Regions from separate parts of the Mus musculus genome. Here region 1 is linked to region 2. A link is a contact called in public HiChIP or PLAC-seq data. All regions are on one chromosome and are shown on one strand. The core of a region is the stretch at or near the end of the contact, and the rest is flanking DNA. Distances in the headings are between cores, read along the strand shown. Region 1 overlaps Epb41l3 (erythrocyte membrane protein band 4.1 like 3). Region 2 overlaps Epb41l3 (erythrocyte membrane protein band 4.1 like 3).

Evidence for each region. HiChIP or PLAC-seq counts read pairs in DNA pulled down with a chosen protein or histone mark.
Region 1: an H3K27ac HiChIP or PLAC-seq map of embryonic fibroblasts shows a contact between it and region 2, with 18 read pairs. The contact joins two enhancer-like sites. A contact is called at or near these places in 3 of 484 Hi-C or Micro-C datasets (muscle stem cells and nephron progenitors), 2 of 115 datasets of contacts at active chromatin or transcription factors (embryonic fibroblasts and embryonic stem cells) and 2 of 9 other capture datasets (adipose tissue and pancreatic islet).

Annotation. Positions count from the first base shown.
Region 1 is chr17:69,255,337-69,258,036 of GRCm38.p6, reverse strand. Epb41l3 (erythrocyte membrane protein band 4.1 like 3) reads right to left here. Exons shown (of 23, transcript NM_001355734.1): 10 at 569-666. Among named protein-coding and RNA genes, the nearest start is that of 2410021H03Rik, 21 kb to the left of the region's middle. Within about 2 kb of position 1,421, at least 45 of the 459 cell types and tissues checked have an H3K27ac peak or open chromatin away from gene starts, as enhancers often do. A contact at or near this core is called in embryonic fibroblasts, muscle stem cells and pancreatic islet, where this site is marked.
Region 2 is chr17:69,179,992-69,182,691 of GRCm38.p6, reverse strand. The region is part of intron 1 of Epb41l3 (erythrocyte membrane protein band 4.1 like 3); the gene reads right to left. Among named protein-coding and RNA genes, the nearest start is that of Epb41l3, 22 kb to the right of the region's middle. RefSeq lists an enhancer at 195-2,068. Within about 2 kb of position 1,276, at least 174 of the 459 cell types and tissues checked have an H3K27ac peak or open chromatin away from gene starts, as enhancers often do. A contact at or near this core is called in embryonic fibroblasts, muscle stem cells and pancreatic islet, where this site is marked.

The sequences.
Region 1 (2,700 bases), core at 172-2,671, 75 kb before region 2:
CTCGCCTTCTAAGCACGAGACCCTGAGTTTGGAGTACCAGAGCCCACTTAAACCTGGGCAGGGTAGATCCTGTAATACCAGCATATCTATAGAGGGTAGATCCTGTAATACCAGCGTTATCTATAGAGAGACAGTTGAGCCAGGAGAGCCCAGCTAGTCTCGTGAACAACACACAGCAGCGAGGTGAACAATGGACCCTGTCTTAAACACGTGGGAAATGAGGAGGGAGTTCCAAGGTTGTTGTTCTCTGGCCTCCATGTGTAAAGTGACATGCATACACCTACACACACACACATACACACACACACACACACACACTCATATACACACACATACACACATACACACACACACACACACACACACACACACACACACACTTACACACAGAGAGAGATATATGCATGTATATTTTTAAAAAGGAAGGAACATTCAGACGAGTGATTCTCATTACAGGAGCAGAAAGCATCCATGACAGTTACCTCTACAACTTTTTCTTTGCCCTAGTAAAAGTGGCTCCAACAGTTCAAAAATCTGTTAGGAAGAAACCTAAATATTTGCTTCCTACCTGAAAAATGTATGATGCTCCACACACACTTTCCAGAGGCGCTTGGCAGCCCTATGGTTTGGCAACTTGAACCCAATGGTGCTTTCAAATTGCTCAAACTAAAAATAAAACAAACAAACAGTAAAGATTAAGGTGATCTTTGGTATTATAAATAAAAACTCTGCAGATAATAACATACAGACTTAAGAGTCCATCCTAACGCTCTGTTACTTACTGAGTCAGCGATTATGTACAGAATTCACGATAAGGAATCAGTGTTTATTTTTATCTGTTATCTTTCACCTTAAAAATGCTTGACATGTAGGGTAACTGTGTTAGGCATGAGGTGCCTATACAATCATGTGTTTTACAAAATCCAAACTCAAATCAGGGAGACGCATGGATTCCTCCCAGAGACCAGTTCAACCTGATCTCATCCGAGGTGGGTTTTCAACAGCATGAGGGCTTGAACTCAATTAACACAAATGTCGAAGCCGTCCACAGCAGACAGAGAGATGACACCTTCTAACACCCAATGGAAATACATACGCTTTCCCCAAGCTGACACCTTGCTGTTTATGATACTGCCGAGGTCTCCTGTGTGTCCTGCTGTGGGTTAGAGTACCGCCTGTTCACACGACTCCATAGTGACCATCCCAGGCGGGCAAGAGCCCATTTTCCCTATCCCCCATCTTGTTGAGAATCTTCATAGGATGTTCTGTCAGTCATTTAAGCTTTTGAAGATAAATATCTGCTCTTCTGTATCATGTTTTGATATGATTGCAGATGCACCACCCCCTGCTTTCAGTGTCTGTAGGCGTCACAACGCATCAGGCCAGCAGAGGGCATCGACCTTATATGTAAGGGCTTCCTCCAAAGAGCGCAGAACAACCAGCGTGTTGATATTAACAGCAAAAGTTATTTATGTGGCGAGGCACCAAGGTGAGGGAATCAAATACACCGGGCATGGGAGCTAGGATTACTGCTGATCTTTTTCTTGTCTGCGCAGGTAACTGGGGTAATTGGGAAATGCACTGAAAATTGCCTTCCCCAGCTTTGTGTTTGATTCTGTTGTTCCTCGGGGGCGGGGGGGGGGGGGTGTTGGAAAAACGGCTGTTGTCTGGAGGTCCTAGTAAGTACTGTGGCTGTTGACTAAACTCCGTCCTTTAGCACTGCATCTAACGTCTCTAAGAGCAGAACAACCAGGCCAGGGGATGGAGAGAGTCAGCTCACTCTCCATGGAAGATCAGGAGGAATTTTTCTTCTCTTTTTAAAAAATATTCAAAGTGTTTATGGTCACATAATAATTGTACATATTTCTGGAGCATGCTGTAGATGTGTCCATCCGATTAGGGATCGTTTGGGATACTTGTCTCCTGAGTCAGGCTCGTGACTCAATGCTGGGGATATTCTAAATCGTTCCTGCTCGGTGTTTTGAAATGTGAGATTCCGTGTCAACGCTACGCACTGACTGAGCTACAGAACCCTGGAGCTCTTCCCCCCCTTATCCAAGCACAGCTGGATCTGGTAGTCATCTTCTTTCTAACTCAGCTCCCCCATCCAGCCTTTAGACGACCCAACCCTACTCTTCTCTCCAGTTCTAGCTGCTCATTGGTGGGAACAGAGAGGCTCCCTACACTGGTTGGTGTCTGCAGAGCTTGTGTACCATTGGTAATTAACTCAAATACGAGGATAAAGGGTGCACGTTCCTTTATGGCTGCTTCTGACACACCTCAAAGCCTTAGGAAAGAGGAGCCGTCGTCAGTTGCCCCCGAGAGGTCACCCCTCACCCTCATGCACCCGGCAGGAGCTCCTAATGCCTCCGAACTCTTATATGATCATTGAACACTTTTCCCTGATACCCATTCTGCAAGCCCTTTGTGTAGCCCATAACACTGCTAGTGAATCACTTTACACAGAGACTCATGCATGTCACATGGAGCTTAGTCCCTTAACGTCTCTGGTCGTCTGCTCCTCTGTACGCTGCTTCTCAATCTGCCCCTCTCTTGAACAATGAGGTGCACTGTGATGGTTTGAATATGGTTGGACCAGGGAGTGGCACTATTAGGAGGTGTGGCTTTGTTGCACTAGGTGTGTCACTGTGGGTGTGGGCTTTAATACCCTAGTCCTAGCTGTCTGGAGGCCAGTATTCT
Region 2 (2,700 bases), core at 27-2,526:
ATGAAAGTCTCTTGGGGCATCAATAGTCTGTAGCCTGGGCAGGCAACTGCGGAGGCCAAGGAGGATGGGCCAGTATATTCTCCACCTAGCCTTTGACCAGGAGCTGAGCAAGACCAGACAGGGTGGTCTATTGGCGGCTTGGTGGAACTAGCCACCAGAGATTGAAAGAGCTCGGGCGGGGCTGAGCTCACAAGAAGGAGCAAGTATGGGTGGCTGCTGGAGGAAAACATCAGCAGGCAGCGTGGCAGCGGCCTTTCTTGAAGCATAGCCGGGATGACGCTCTCAGCATTTGTGGGAAAAACCTTAGCTGGCAGGCGGGGCGGTTGCTTGTCCAAGAGCCTAGCTGGAAGTAGCATGGTTTTCTAAAATGACACACAACTCTGTGAAGACTTGGGCATGTAGTTCCTCATGGGAATGAATCATTGTCACTTTGCTGGTAGTCCTTGTGTTTGAGTCTTTATTTCAAAATAAACAAACAAACAAACAAAAAACCATTACAGACTACTTCTCACATCGTATGTTAGAAGGTGGGGTTTCCTTCATGTTATCATCATGAGGCCAGGCAGGGTACAGCTGCACCCGTAATATCCTGATATTCCAAACAACCTTGTGCAATATTTATTTGCTTGGCTACCTTTAAGTTAATGTGTCCTGGGGAAGCCAATGCTTTCAGTATTAAACTATGAAAGATGAATATGTGTCCCCCCTGCTCCCAGATCTCTGGAGCCAACCCTTTTGATAACTGGCCATCAGTCTATTATTAATTACTAGCCATAAGGAGAGTGATTCTGTAAGTGTCTGAGGCCAGCAAAGGCTGGCTAGGGCATGCTATTTTTATTATACATGGACTTTGGCTCCCTGGTGCCCAAGGCAAACAGCTGCCATTTGCTTCGGGCCTTTTGCTAACACTTTCTGAAATTCCTAAGGGGCTTCCCACACTATAATTAGACCCGCCAGCTGCAGCCATGGACACTGCAGGGTGTCTCAGAGAGGTCTCTGCTTTACAGCTCTCCCTACAAAAATCCTCGGTCGGTCGCTGAAATCACACTGCTTGGGATTCAGCCTGGATAGAAAATGTGAATTCTTTAGCCTTTCCCTATGAACCAGTCTGTTCAACAGCAAGGTCCACCTTGACGTGAACCCTGGGTCAGCCCCACGGGAGAGGAACGGAACACGTAAGAAAGGGAAGAAAAATTTCAATAGCATGAGCTCCTGACATGAGCGTGCAGACTCCTGATGTGAGCATGCAGACAGCGCCGGGGCTGTGCACGTTACTGCAATCCTCTAGGGGATTCGAGTAATTCCCCTTCCCAGACATCAGCATCAGAAGTAGCGGAAATGACACAGCAAAAAAATGAACTAAGAGGGGAAGGCCACAATCTCACCCTACTTCCAAATCCTTCCGGTTCACAATAGCAGAGCAAAAAAGAAGAAGCAAGATTTAGGTTTGGGTAGGTCTTTCAAATAAAATGTAGGAAAAGTATTTTTAAAACACAGCTTAGCCACTCACCACTATGGTCTTTCAGCCTGAGTGTCCTAGGAAACAAATGCACAAGGCAGATCTACCCTCTTCCTCCCAAGCCACAGAGGTGCAACTACACCCTGTGGGACTGCAGAAAGCAGCCTGGGCTTCAGTGTCACCTTCCACCTCAGAAGCTACTGTTGCCCTGACCATGAACCTGGGGATAGAGCTCACTGTGGTAGGTTCAACCCCAACACCAACAAAATCAAACAAAACCGAACCCCTGCCTATATTTTAGGAAACCCAGATGCCTAATAGCCAATAACTGATACAAAGTTAGGTGGTAAGATACAGTTATATCATCCCAAGTTCCTGGTCCTGCAGATGTCTGTGGTCTGAGGCTCAGGCTGAAGTGGCTATCCAGGGAAGAGTGCTCCTGAAACCTGCTATGTTTGTCTAGCTCTGCTGTGTTCCTCTCAGGCAGGTGATTCCTGTCCATTACGGGGAACTCACTGAGCTGTGAGGTCCTTAAGCCCCAAAGGACAAGACAAAATCGTGGCTCCATTTATTTTATGGGAAATGTCAAACCTCGGCAAAGAAGTGAGGGTATTTCTGTTAACCTTCTGTGACTATATCAAATGCCCCAAAGGATCGTCTCTGGAGAGAAGAGGTTAATTTGGGCTTGGCTTTGGAGATTCCCATCTGGATTGGGTACAGCTGCTTTGAAGGCTCCATGTAGAGCTCAGATATTATGGCAGAAATGACTGGGGGGCAAATCTGCCCCAGGAGACCGAAAACGAGAAGGGGTTGGGGTCCCACTGTCCTCTGGGTTCACATCTACAAAGACATAAAGACCTCAAATGACCTGGACCCCTTAAAGCAGCGGTTCTCACTGTCACTACGGTTGGGGTCCTTTAATACAGTTCCTTATGATGTGGTGACGCCCATCCATAAATCTGTTTTCATTGCTACAGTTATGAATTGTGATTTAAATATCTAATATGCAACCCCCCCCAGAGGTATTGATACCCACAGGTTGAGAACCGCTGCCCTCAAGTTTCCACCCCACCCCTTACAATGCCAAGCTGGGTACCAAGCCTTGACAGCAGACCTCTCGGGGCAATTGGTAGCATGCAAGTTACAGGAAGGTTGCACTGGGGGCTCGTATGCCTGTCTTCTGCTTGCCAGTGAGAGGATTTCTCTCTTGAGCAGGATAATACCTGATAACGGGGGGCGGG